Linked DNA regions of Oryctolagus cuniculus: regions 2 and 3 are each linked to region 1. The links are chromatin contacts, called in public Hi-C and Micro-C maps. All regions are on one chromosome and are shown on one strand. The core of a region is the stretch at or near the end of the contact, and the rest is flanking DNA. Distances in the headings are between cores, read along the strand shown.

Evidence for each region. A called contact is a pair of places that touch in the nucleus more often than the background predicts.
Region 2: a contact with region 1 is called in a Micro-C map of ear pinna, with 11 times the contacts expected there. The contact joins the promoter of ATOH8 here to the enhancer-like site in region 1. A contact is called at or near these places in 4 of 6 Hi-C or Micro-C datasets (ear pinna, liver, psoas muscle and 1 more).
Region 3: a Hi-C map of skin fibroblasts shows a contact between it and region 1, with 3 times the contacts expected there. The contact joins two enhancer-like sites. A contact is called at or near these places in 4 of 6 Hi-C or Micro-C datasets (ear pinna, psoas muscle, skin fibroblasts and 1 more).

The regions. Positions count from the first base shown.
Region 1 is chr2:116,904,573-116,909,209 of mOryCun1.1, reverse strand. No RefSeq gene overlaps it. Among named protein-coding and RNA genes, the nearest start is that of ATOH8, 41 kb to the left of the region's middle. Within about 2 kb of position 2,754, at least 1 of the 8 cell types and tissues checked has an H3K27ac peak or open chromatin away from gene starts, as enhancers often do. A contact at or near this core is called in ear pinna, where this site is marked.
Region 2 is chr2:116,945,612-116,949,781 of mOryCun1.1, reverse strand. ATOH8 (atonal bHLH transcription factor 8) reads left to right here and starts at 1,792. Exons shown (of 3, transcript XM_008254167.4): 1 at 1,792-2,951. The coding sequence starts at 2,184.
Region 3 is chr2:116,967,388-116,971,954 of mOryCun1.1, reverse strand. No RefSeq gene overlaps it. Among named protein-coding and RNA genes, the nearest start is that of ATOH8, 22 kb to the right of the region's middle. Within about 2 kb of position 2,179, at least 5 of the 8 cell types and tissues checked have an H3K27ac peak or open chromatin away from gene starts, as enhancers often do. A contact at or near this core is called in ear pinna, where this site is marked.

The sequences.
Region 1 (4,637 bases), core at 1,505-4,004:
GCGTGTCTTGTATGCCAACGAGACGACTGGTGGCTGGCCGTCCCTCCACGGCTTCAGGATGGGGACTGGCCCCTGCAGAGCCCCCGATGTGATCAGAGGGGCGGAACTTTCATCCTGTCCCCGAGTTCTGGAGCAAGGGGAGGGGCTGAAGGTTGAGTTGATCACCAGTGGCTGATGATGTGATCAAGCATGCCTGCATACTGAAGCTTCCGTAAAACCCCAAAGGGACGGGATTCAGAGCTTCTGGGGAGCTGGACAAGTGGTGGTGGAGGTGCCTGGGGGGTGGTATTCCTGGACGAGGCATGAGAGCTAGCTTCTCCTTCTCCCATGCCTCATGTAAATGTGTGTGTGCGTTTGTGTAAATACATGTGTGTGTGTATATATATATAATTAAAAATTTAAATTTTTACTTACCTGAAAGGCAGATAGAGATCTCCCACTCATTGGTTCATTCCCCAAACGCCTCCAACAGGTGGGAATGGGCCATGCTGAAGCCAGGATCCGGAAACTCGGTTCAGGTCTCCCACATGGGTGGCAGGGCCCCAGTCACTGAAGCCCTCACCCTGCTGCCTCCCAGGGTGCACGGCAACAGGAAGCTGGAACTGGAAGCAGAGCTGGGACTTCAGCCCAGCACTCTGAATCGGGGTGCAGGAGTCCCAGGTGCCACCTTAACTGCTGTCCCACCCAGAGCCTCCCTCAGCTGTGTTTTCCAATAGGCAATGGGTAAGGGGGGGGGGGCAGGTGTTGCCCTGAGTTCTCCGAGCTGCTCCACCTGAGGAAGGGGCCAAGCCAGCCCCGGCGCCAGTCAGAGGCACCTGGGCCCATGGGACGGCGTCCCGAGCCTGGCGGCCCGGCACTGTCTCCAGGATCACAGAATCTGAGGACGCCCAGGTGGTGGCTGCTACAGAATCGCTTGGTTGGCGAGCAGGGGACGGCGCACCCATCTGGCCTCAGGAGTGGTGTGTACCCAGTGGCTCGGGAGCTCGGAAAAGCACTTCGGTTTCATAGGCCCTTCCCCCGGGGGCTCTGCTCCATCGCCCTCAACTCCGGGCCCAAGGCTGGCGGAGCGGCCACCATTTCTGGCTTGCTGGTTACCATGTCAGAGAAAGAAGAGATCTGGCCAGAAGTTGTGACTTTTCTTTTTTTTTTAAGGAGGGTTAGCAAGGTCATGTTGGGCTCTGGTGTTGATTATGTAAGCTCGTTTCTCTCAGCAGGGCCTGGGGTGGCTCCTGTCATCAATGCATTATTATTAATATTCATTAATGCCAGGGATGAATGTTCCTAGCGAGTAGGATAAAGACCGAGTGAAGCATCTTGTGCCACTTGAAGCCAAATGCATTCCACTCAGGTCAGCTTTGCCCCGAATACCACACACGAGTGTGCACATACGAACACGTGTTCTGTTTTCAGAGCTTTAGAAGTTTGGAATTGTGCCACAGCAGGTTAAGCCACCGCTTGTAACACTGGCATCCTGTGTTGGAGCTCTGGTTGAAGTCCTGGCTGCTCCACTTTTTTTTTTTTTTTTTTTTTAATTAATTGAGAGGCAGGGTTACAGAGAGAGAGAGAGATCTTTCATCCGCTGGTTCACTCGCCAAATGGCAATGGCTGCAACAGCAAGAGTTGGGCTGATCTGAAGCCAGGAGCCAGGAGCTTCTGCTGGGTCTCCCACACAGGTGCAGGGGCTCAAGCACTTGGGCCATCCTCCACTGCTTTCCTAGGCCACAGCAGAGAGCTGCATCAGAAGAGGAGCAGCTGGGACAGGAACTGGCGCCCATACGGGGTGCTGGCACCACAGGCAAAGGCTTAACCTACTGCGCCACAGCGCCAGCCCTGCTCCACTTCTGATCCAGCTCCCTCCTAATGCACTTGGGAAGGCAGTGGAAGTTGGCCCAAGTGCTTGGGACCCTGCCACCCATGAAGGAGACTCCTATGGAGTTCTAGGCTATTGGCTTGGGTCTGGCCCAGATCAGGCTGTTGTGACTATTTGAGGAGTGAACCATCAGATAGAAGATCTATCATACTCTGCTTTCAAATAAATAAATAAATCTTAAAAAAAAAAAAAAAAACATTTGGAATTGCAGGGCAGAGAGTGTGGGGTGTGAGCGTGTCCACAGTGAGTGCACTGGGTGAGGCCCAGGTCCGGTCTGCCTTGGGCTGGGTGGACAGAGGCCAGGGCTCAGGATGTGAGTGACCCCTGGAAGGCCCAAGCCCATCCCAGGAGAGTGAGGCGCTCTGAGTTCCCACAGTGCTCCCCAGTCCCAGCTGCCCCTTGTCCAGCCCAGCCTCTCCTCTGAAGCTCACAGCTCCCCGCGCTGGCTGGTTCGGCCCTTGGAGGAGAGAGGCCCTAGCACCTTGCTGGCAAACCAGGCTGCTCCCAATCTCTACAGACTCCAGCCTGCTGCAGCTGGAGCTAGCAGGGGCCAGGGCTGGGGCCCCACTGCCCCTGTCATGCCCAGGGAGGGCGCGTGCCTCCTGCAGATTCACACAGACCATTGGTTGCAAGGCAAGGAGGGAGGCAGGACCCCCGGGGGAGACATCTGGACCAGCCCTCAGCCACAGGGAGCAGCCTGCCCCTCCCACCCCCGCCTCCACCCCACCGCAGTGGGACAGGTTCCCGGCGGCGCGCGGGGGCAAGACACGGGTCAGGCAGTCACGCCCTCCCTCTCCCCAGGCGTGCGAGAGTGAAGACGGTTTGCTCAGCGGCAGCGAGGCCAGCGCGGGGCGGGCGGGCGGACAGGCGGCCGCCTGAACGTGGGTGTGGGCGTCCCCGACTCCCCCGCCCCCGGCAGGCGCCCCCGGCCCCCCCACCCCCAGGTCTCCAGCCCCGCAGGCGCCCGGGCCCTGTGTGGGCTGCTTTGACTCAGCGCCGGGAGCCGAGCTCAGGCAAACCACGCCGCACTGGACGCCATTCAAGCTTTTACAGGCCCTCAAATTGGGGCTGGAGCCGGAGAGGAAATACTAAAATCCTGTGTACACAACTTCTGTCTGTGCGCGCCGGGGTTCCAGAGGAATCAGGCGCGGCGCGGGACACGGCTGTGCACTGATGAGGGCGCCTTCCCCCTGCACGCTTTCAGCGGGGGTGGGGAGGTGTTGGTGGGAGTGGGGGCCCACGTCTGTTCTCTGAAACCCAGGCCCCTGGGGGTGGGCGCAGAGCAGGGGAGAGGGGGAGAGTGGGAGGCGCTGGATTTCTCTCACTCTGCCTCCAGGGCACAGGCGCCCTCAACACTGAGTTCAGAAAACTCTGACCCATAAACTGCCTGGCATGGACCCCCACCCCCACCCCAAGGTGCTGCTGTTGGACACTGGGTCGTGAGAGCCCAACTCACCACTTTGCAGCTAAGGGGCTCTGTTTCTTGATCTATAAAATGGGTGCATCAATGCTCAACTACCTCAGAGAGTTCCCTTGGTGATTAAAGAGATGATGTAGATAGGGAAACAGCCCAGAGCCTGGCACACAGTAGGTGCTCAAGAAACGGGTAGCTCTAGCTACTACTGTTACCAAGTAACAGTAACGGTGCCATTATGAGCCGGGCCCAGGCTAAGCACTGCCTGGAGTTCAGTTGGGTTCATTCTCATGGCAGCCCCAGGAGGAGGAACTGGAACACGAGGATTGAACGGCTAGCCCCGAGGGCAGAGAGCTGGTGACAGGCGGGACTATCAGACAATGGAACCCAGGCAGATTCTGCGCCGGCTGAGCTGTACCAGGAGGCACTGGTGGCCAGGGCTGCTGGTCAGCTGTGTGTGGCAGCCTCAGCCTGGCACACTTGGGTCAACAGGCACCCAAGCTCCCTCCTCCTACTTCTTGGCCTTGGCTCAGCCCCTTCCCGAAGCCCCAAGCATTCCCTCCTTAGAGACTCGCTCCCTCTCGGAGCTCCTCCAACCACCCCCACCCCCAGGGCTGTCAGCGTCCCGTCTCTTGGGTGTTGGGTTTGCCCACACACTCTGGGCCCTCATCAGAACCCCTGCAGGTGCAGCCCAGCCCCGGTGCAGAGCAGGCTCTCCCATGTGGGCGAATGGATTCTCCCAGGGGTGATCGGTGACTGTGTCCTTTACTGGTGACCTGGGTGTGAGGAAAGCAGGAGAGGGAGGCTGGTGGGCATCACCCCATGTTCCCGACACTTGCTTCCAGCCAGGAGGTCGTCAAGCCAGCGAGTGTGCAGCTGCGCTCCCCTGTGCCCCTCCCCCCAGCAGTGCTGCCCAGGAGCCCATGCTCAGCCCCAGGGAAGGGCGGACACTTCCCAGGCATTTGCGCTCCCTGTGGCTGGGCAGCTGGAGCCCTCTTCCCGCTTCCCCCAGACAGCCCAACCCCCCAGTGCCCACACCTACAGGTCTCGGCAGTGCTGTGAAATAACACAGCTGTCGGGATCCAGAGATCTGGGTGCGAGCCCTGGCACTGCAGTCCCACAAGGTCCTGGGCAAGTCACTTCATCTGTTTTCCCCTTGGGGAGATCTGGTCTACCTCCCTTCCTCTGGATGGACAGACAGTAGAGTCTGAGAGCCCCTGGCATGTAGTGGGGGCTGCAGTGTTGGTTTGTTCCTGAGAAGTCACATTTGGGGTGAGCTGGCCCCTCCGAGGGGGCTGGGAGCTGCAAGTGAGGGGTGCTGGGTCGCCCAGCAGCGAGGAGGGGGGATCGAGG
Region 2 (4,170 bases), core at 543-3,042, 42 kb before region 1:
CCATCTCTGCCACTGCCTGGCAAGATGCGCTGGGTCGGGGCTCCAGACAGAGCGATGGAGAGGGCACAAGGGTTGGTGTGCTTCAGCAAACATTTCCTGGGCAGCAGGCATTTCAGGTACTCACCAATCCGGAGGGTGCAGCTGGCTTGCCGGGGCGGCAGAAGCAAGCAGGAGCCACGGCAGGCTGGGGCGATCAGCAAGGGCTTCTGAGAGGAGGGGGAACTGGAGGTGGACATGAGAGGAGGGGCATACTCGGCCAGGAGCAAAGGCCACGTGTTAGGGACCAGGGCTGGATGAGGAAGCCACAGGGGAAGCAGGGGGCACGCCCTTGGTCTTCAGAACAGAGGTGAGGTGCAGGCAGAGCCAGGTGAGCAGGGAAGGGGGTGTCTGGGGAACCATCTCAGAGGATTCACTGTAGTCAGCAAATCACTTCTCAGCATGCGCCGTGCATGCGTGCGCACTGTGTGTGTGTGTGCGTGTGTGTGTGTGTGTCTGTGTTTCAAGCCTACGTCAACGTCATTTTCCATTTATGACCTCCTTTTGTTTTCCCGAAGACGTTGGCTAGCCAGGGATATCATCCTCCAAGGCAGAAACAGGGCTCCCATGGGACGACAGGCCCTGTTCACCATCGCAGTAGAAAAGCTGAGGCCCAACAGCGCTGGGTGCTTGTCCCTGGACCTCGGGCCCAGACTCTCAGCCCACCTCCCAGACCCCCACATGCTGCAGGTCACTCTCCAGGCTGGGCGTGAGCCCTTGCACTTTTACTAGAGCTCAAGGCCAGGGTCAAGGGACCATCTTCTGGGTACGCAGGAGGTACAGCCACGGTGAGAGGGTCAGAGGTGAGAGAACTCCCCAGCTGTCCCGGGGGGGGGGGGGGCAGACGTGTGGAGGTGGCCTGTGTGCCAGGGCTCTTAGTCTGACCTCTGCCTGTCAGAGTGGAGTGGCACAGAGGACTGGAGACCTGGGGAGTCCCAGGGGCCAGCACCTGCAGATCTCTCTCTCTGAGCCAGGTTCTGCTCTCCCAACCCTCAGGTGGAAGACAAGACCAGGAGCCCCTGTGCACCATGAGGGGATGGAGGCACGCTGAGGTTAAGGGATGAATTCTGGAGATCACCCAGCAAGTGCACCCAGGGATTCTGCCTCAGTTAGTACTTCATTCATACTCATAAACACCACCTCCCACGTGCCTGGTGCCGGGATTCCTTTGGGCACCGCTGGGACTCGGGCGTTGATGTCCCCTGAATTTCTCATTCACAGGGGCCTGTGGTGAGAGGGCTTCAGATTCTCCCAGGCGCCAGGGCAGTGTGCGAATCCCAACCTTCCATCCTCTGTTGCTGCTCGGGAAAAGCGTGTGCAGCCTCAGTTTCCCTAGGGCCTAAACTCTCTCAAATACTCCTGGCTTCCTTGTTCCAGCAAGTGAGAGCGCTTACTGGGTCGCTGACCCTTCTCGGTCCGCCCGAACGGGACAAGCCGCAGCGGGCGGGCAGAGGGCAAGGTGGGCGCTGTGTCCCCAAGAAGCTGCAGCAGGGCAGGCCCCGCGGGGCTGTGCGGAAGGGCGCAGCGCAGAGGGCCACGCGCCCAGGCGCAGGGCAGGGAGCAGCGCGCCCCCATCCGAACAGGGGCGGGGCGGGGGTCCCGAGGAGGCAGGTTCCGCGCCGACGGGAGGGGGCTGGCCAGGAGGTGGAGAGCACGCGGACAAAGGAGGCGGCCGGCGGCCCAGCTGTTTTGAAAAATGCTTCCTGTTTCTTTAAAGGCGCTCGCGGCTCGGGCGGCTGGGGCTGGGGAGGCGACGGCTGCAGGAGCTGCCTCCTCTCCGGGCGGCGGCGCTGACTGATCTCGCGAACCGGGCTTCTGTGTAAACTGAGGCTAAACAAACACAGATGGAGCGCAGCGGGCGTTCTCCAGCAGTGCTGGCGCGGCGGCAGCGACTTCAGATGACACTCTGAGCGCTCCGGGAGCGGACGGCCCCGCGGCCACGCCGAGCCGGCGGCGCAGCTGCCCCGGGCGAGGGGGAGAGGGCGCGCGGGCGGGAGCGCGGGCGGGCGGAGGGGGAGCGCCCGAGACTCGGCGGCGCTGCGCGCGGCGGCGGCCCGGGCAGAGCCGGCGCGCGGCGTGCAGAGCGGGTGCAGCCGGCGCGCGTCCCGCGTCCCCACGCCCCCCCCGGCCCGCGCGCTGTCCGCGCCATGAAGCACATCCCGGTCCTCGAGGACGGGCCGTGGAAGACCGTGTGCGTGAAGGAGCTGAACGGCCTCAAGAAGCTCAAGCGCAAGGGCAAGGAGCCGGCGCGGCGCGCGAACGGCTATAAAACTTTCCGACTGGACTTGGAAGCGCCCGAGCCCGCCGCCGCCGCCGCCGCCGCCACCAACGGGCTGCGGGACAGGACCCAGCGGCTGCAGCCCGTCCCCGTTCTGGCCCCTGTGCCAGCCGCCGTGGCGCCGGCCGTTCTCCCAGGTGGGAGCGCGGACACAGCTGGGGAGCGCAGGGGCGCCGGGGCGCCGGAGGTCTCGGACGCACGGAAACGCGGCTTCGCCCTGGGCGCAGTGGGTCCGGGACTCCCCACGCCGCCGCCGCCGCCGCCTCCAGCGCCCCTGGGCCAGGCACCTGGAGGTCCCGAGGCACCGTCGTTCCGCGAGCCCGGCCTGCGTCCCCGCATCTTGCTGTGCGCACCGCCCGCACGCCCGGCGCCAGCCGCGCCCCCCGCGCCCCCGGAGCCCTCGGTGCGCCCCGCGCTCCCCACGCGCCCGGGGGAAAGTTCCTACTCGTCAATTTCACACGTAATTTACAATAACCACCCGGATTCCTCCGCGTCGCCTAGGAAACGGCCGGGCGAGGCGACCGCCGCCTCCTCGGAGATCAAAGCCCTACAGCAGACCCGGAGGCTCCTGGCGAACGCCAGGGAGCGGACGCGGGTGCACACCATCAGCGCAGCCTTCGAGGCGCTCAGGAAGCAGGTACCTGCGCCCCGCGTCCCGCTCCCCGCGCCTGGGGGCGTGCGGCCGGGTGGGTGGCTGGGTGACCCGGCACAGCTGCCAGGGCAGGGGTGCGTTTGAGGAGCAAGCTGTCGCCGCACGGTCCGACCGCGGGGCCCACACGGGATTGGGCAGTCGTGGGGCCGCGACCTCTGCCGCAGCGCTGGCACGAATCTGAGCTTGCAAAGTGGAGGTGAGGGTTGGAGCTCTCGGGGCCGGGTCCGCGCCGGCACCCCGGGATATAAGCCTGACTGCGCGTCAGACTCCAGCCTCGGCGTTCATTTTTATGGCCGCGAATATTTGTCTCCTGGAGTCCCCAGGGCGCCGTGGGGGCGTGGGGAGGGAAATGTGGAACTCTGTCCCGGGAGCGGGGAGGGACACTCTTTCCCTTGGGAGTATTTGGTGTGGGTAAAGGGTCTTAACGCCCCGTTGGTGCGGGCGAGGCCCAGAACACCGCGAAGGAGCGATCTTGGGGCTGCTTGAGTGTGAGGGTCTCGACGGGGGCGAACGTGGAGGAAGGGGGAGCCCGTGAGCCCATCTTCATCCCCGGCTCCCAGCAGGCGTACCTGGCGCGCTCGCTCAGGCTGCTGCTGGCCTCTGCACCCCTCGCCCTGGCGTTCTTCAGGTCCCGGCTGCAAGCGCGCCCCCTCCCCAGGGGCGGCGTCAGGCGTTGGCTGGTGGGAATCTGCTGAGAGGCCCTTAGCTGCGGGATTCCCTGGGGAGGGGGTGCAGGATGGGGCGCTCGCTGTGTGGGTTGGTGTGGACTGCCCCACCAGACAGCGCCCCGTGGTGGGGGTGTGGAGAAACACTTAACCCAAGACTTGTTCATGGTGGGGCGAGGCAGGGCACAACACTACAGCTCAGCAGCACCCTGTGCTTCTGGCTTCTAGAAAGGGACTGGCAAGTGCCCCACCCCCACCCCATCCCACACAGGGAATGGAGAAGGGTTGGGGGTGGATGCTTCTGGTTTGAGGAGTGAGGTTGTTTTTTTTTTTTTCCTACTGTGTGACTGACTTGCTCTGTGACTCCAGGAAAGTTACTCAACCACTCTGGGCTTTAGCCAGCAACACATTTCGGAATATGTGACCTTTCTAAATCCTACTCTTCTCTTTCTCCAGGAGTAGCATGGGGGTAGCTGTGCCTGTGTCCGCTGAACCCCTGGGGGAGAGAAACTATGCAGCTTTTGAGCCAAAGTGTGTCT
Region 3 (4,567 bases), core at 930-3,429, 63 kb before region 1:
ATGAGCCTCCTGGCTTCAGCCTGGCCCAGACCTTCTTTCTCTGTACCTGCACTCCCATCACTCTGCTTTCAAATAAACAAACACATCAAAAAAAAAAAAAAAAAAACATGAAAAAACGCACGTCTTCAAATGAGGGAAATTCTGGTTGATAACTTCCAAGTGACCCTGGCTCTCCTGGCCTGAGTGATGTTTGTCCTTGGTTTCAGACCCCTGTCCAGCAGGTATGGGGACACAGGGTGAATGAAGTCAGGCTTGTTGTCATTTGGCTCTGCGTTGTCCCAGAGAGAATGCTTTCTGCTCGTCTGGAATGTTCCGGGGCTGGAGTTCCAGTGGATGGAGACATGCTGGCTAAATAAGGGCCACTCTCGATGCACTTGAACGTTTGCACACTTGGGATTCAGAGTCTTCCCAGGATACAACAAGCAGCCAGTCAGCCCCTGTTCCATAGTCTCTGGAACATCACGGATTCGCACCCTCACACCTGGTGATTTAAACGGGCTGAAGGAGACCATCCCATGGGTGTGCCATCTGCCTCCTGTCATCTCGCCAATTTCTTAGGACAACGCCGTGAATATTATTATCCTGGAGCAGGCATGGGCCATTTGGAGACTTTGAGAGCCACACGAAATGATCAATGTAAAGATGAGCCTGCTGTAGACGTATTGGAAGTCCAGTCCTGCCTGCCGTTGCCTTGGCAGGGCCAGACCAGCCGCTTTCGAGGGCCTTCTGCAGCCCACAGGCTGGACCATAGGTTCCCCACCCCTGTCCTGGGTCTTCCAGGGCCTGAGGAAGTCGCTGGGGCTGTGGCCGGTACAGGGCAGGCACTGGAGCGGTCATGCCAGGGCTCAGCCTGGCCTGGTGGCCCTGGATCAATGGACACACAGGCTGCGAGGCCATCTGCTGACCTGGCGCCGTGGCCGTGCTGAGGGAGCCCTGCAGGAGCCCTGAGGAAGGCCCACCAGTGAATCTGCTGGAGGGGAGGGCCAGAAGGTGGGGCCGGCGTGGGGAGCACATTTCACCGGGAGGTGACATTTGAGCAGCCTCTGGGATAGACCGAGGGTATTCCTGGCAGAGCAGAATGCAGACTTGGGGGTGCATGGCATGCAGGATGGCACGGGGTGTGAGTGTGAGTGTGTGTGTGCGTGTGTGAGAGAGCTTCCCAACTATGGGGCGACTTCAAAGTGCATGGAAAATACACATTATGAAAAAATTGTACATGAGTTTTCAAAAAATTTTGCACCAAAATAAGCTTATCTTTTAATCCCATTTTCCAGGAACTTTAAAAAAAGGTATAACTCTGCATGAGAACACTTCAGTAGTTCTTTATTATTTTTTTATTTGAAAGCGTATCAGAGAAAAGAGAGAGTGGGAGAGGGAGAGAGAGAGAGAGAAAGAGGGAGAGAGAGAGAGAAAGAGAGGGAGAGAGAGAGACCTTCCACTTGTTGGCTCACTCCCCAGATGGCCACAACGTGCTGTCCAATTTCCAGGCGCATCAGCAGGAAGCTGGTTGGGAAGCCGAGCAGCTGAAACTGCCCTCCAATGTGGGATGCTGGCACCGCAGGCTGCAGCTTAACCCGCTGCGCCACAGCGCCGGCCCCGCCAGGAACTCTCCGAAGCCCGCTGGTCTCTACCTCCTCCTCCTCCCTTCCCCAGTGCCCTTGGCCCAGTCCTGAGCCCTGGGGGCCTCGCCTGCTCCTCTGGGCTCAGCGCTTCTGCGCTTCAGTCCCACGAGTGCTTCCCTGTGCCCCTGGTGGCAATCAGCTTTGAGTCTATTCTTTGGAAAAAAAAAAAAAAAGCTGCCTTTGAATTTGTTCTTCCTAAGCTTGCCCTAAGCTTGGTCTCCCCAAGGACGGACACTCGATCCCAGTCCGTGGCTGGCCCTGGGGCGCGGTCCTCGGAGCAGCTGCAAGCGGTGTTGACTCCAGATGGAAAGTGTTTCGGGAATTTTGAGGTGACGTCACAGCACCAGGACGCTGCATGGGGCAGTAAGTGACCTGGGGACGGTCAGGCGAAGCCACTCCCAGCCTGGCTTCCCGTCAAGCACTGGCGCAGCTTGCTGGAGGGGGTCTCCAGAGCCAGGGGCCGGCCCAGGGCGAGACTGTCTCCGCAGACAGCCACAGGCAGAGGGGCGCCGTCCTCTGCTCCCTGTGCGCACGTCACTGCCTGGATGGAGGCCCAGTGAGGCTGCTCTGGCCTCCACTCCACACCCTGGGCCATCTCTCCCCCTCCCAACCAGGCCTCCACTCCCAGGGGGCCTCCTGCTGTCAGCCTCCCAGCTCTGCTAAGCCCCACTGAGCCGGGCGAAGAGCTGGGGCTGCCCCAGCCGCAGGCCGGGCGATGAAAGGGGAGCCCTGGTGCAGCTGACATCGGCACCCCTGGGCCCCGTCCCAGCTCTGGTCTTCAAGGCACCATCTGTCGCCTGCGAGGGCTGAGCGGGGACAGAAGGCTGGCACGGGGGCTCAGAGGCCAGGCTGCGAGGGGAAGGGGCCTGCACAGTGGTTTGCGTGAGGTCCTCCCCGAGACAGACGCCTTGTTGTCCCCCCTTCTCCCGCCACCTCACCCACCCGGGAAAAGCTCGGAGCTGGGCTGGAGAGGAGAGTTGGAGGTGTCAGTTCTGAGCTCGGGCTGGCTCAGTTCCCCTGACGTCTAAGAGCCTGCCTTCCGGGGAAGCCAGAGGGCACAGCCAGATGGTCTGGAGCCCAGGCCGGCGTCCAGTTCCAGGCATCACAGCGGTCCCTGTGGGCTCATGAGCTGGGAGTGGGGCCCTGGGCATTCGGCTGCCTGGGGTTGGTGCCCTGGCTGGCTCTCAGCCCCAGCCCCAGGAGCAGGTTATCCGCTGAGCACAGAGCTGGACACAGCGGGAGGCTCCTGGGGGCTGGAGGGCAGAACAAATCCCCCGTAGCTTAGGGCCTTGGGACAGGGACGTGTTCATGGGGACTGGGGAGCAGCAGAGCCGTCTGCACCCTTGGCTGCCTGCTCCCGTCACCTGCCACTTTGCAAGGGGCCAGTGGGCTGAGATGGGGAAGGGAGGGGGATTTGAGGATGGGAAGGAGAAAGGAAGGGAACAGCGGGAGAGAGGCTCGGACGAGATGGGAGCTGCACTCACGTAACCGCCCCAGGCGGGAGGGCCAGGACTAGTTGGGATCCCGGGCTCCTTGTCTTGCCACTGTTTCTAGGGTGTTGCCCACGGCCCCATGACCCCAAAGGCCCACCCAGGGTGGAGGAAGGGCTGGGGAGTGGAGTTGACACCATCCTTCCCCGCACACTCACTGGCCAGAATTTGCCTGCTGTGGCTCCATCCAGCGGCAAGCAAGGCTGGAGTGTGCGCCTTCTCTGTAGCATCCACGCGTCCAGAGGAAAAACCTCACTGGGAAAGACGGAGGCGATGGGTGTTGGGGAAGAAGCTCTTAGGGAGAAGAGGAGGGAGACTAGGAAGGGAAGGAGGGAAGGCTGCCTGGAGCGGCTCCCACGGTGCCGGCTCTGACCTCCCAGCACGTTGGCTCCCACCCCGGGTGATTGAGTGTCTAGGGGATCTGCCATGGACAAGTTCTCTGGGGCCCAGGGCCTTTCCCCTTGCCCAGAGACTGACAGACCTGCTACAGAGCCCCAGAATGCGGGGGCTTGGATTCCTGGGTCTGTCTAGCATGAGGGGCGAGGACCAAGGGCAGGGCTTCCTTCTGCACTTGGCCGAGGAGAGGCTCCAGGGTGTGCCCGTGTTGGTGCAGAGGGCGCCGTCCGTCCGACCCAGGCATATTCTTTCAGGATGCAGGCAAGGAACTCGGCTGGCCTTCACAAAATGGGTGGGGTCAGGGCCCCTTGGGGCTCCTGGAACAGAAGAGCCACCCAGAAGTTTCCAAAAGGGCATTTGCTGATTCGCAAAGCAAGATGTCCAAATGAGGGCGATTCCAGTTCTGGTTGATGGAACAGCCCCGTGATGTCTGGGCTCTGGGTCAGTCTCCCAGGGATTCTCGTGGCTTCTGCTGTGGCTGTGAGGTGGCAGCTGCACATCTGAGCATCGGATCCTGAAATTGCCTTCCAAGGAAATAGCTTCCTCCCCAAGAAATCTGAGAGAAAATACATTCCCAGAACCTGGCCACCAAAATTCTCCTTATCTTGTCTAGCCTGGCCAGACGCTAGCCCTAAGCCAGTCTGTGCAGGAATGAACGGGATTATGCATTTCCATGGGATGGATAGTTTAGGGCAATTGTGATTCCTCATCTGGGACCCACCTCCTCTGAGCACGTGCACGAATTCTGTTGTCAATGGGATAGGGAACAATAGCTGCGGGTCTGGGTCAGGACAGACATCAATAATCAATCAGGAGTGGGCTTTTAGCCTGGAGGTTAGGATGTCTACAACCCACATCGGAGTGCTTGGGTTTGATTCCCAACTCTGGCTCCTGCTTCTAGCCTCCTGCCAGTGCCAGCAGTGATGGCTCAGGTAGTTGGGTTCTGGCCACATGGGGGACCTGGATTGAGTTCTAAGCTCCTGGCTTCAACCTGGCCTAGTCCTGGCCAAAGTGAGCATGTGGGGAGAGAGGCATCAGATGGGGGCTCTGTCTGTCTGT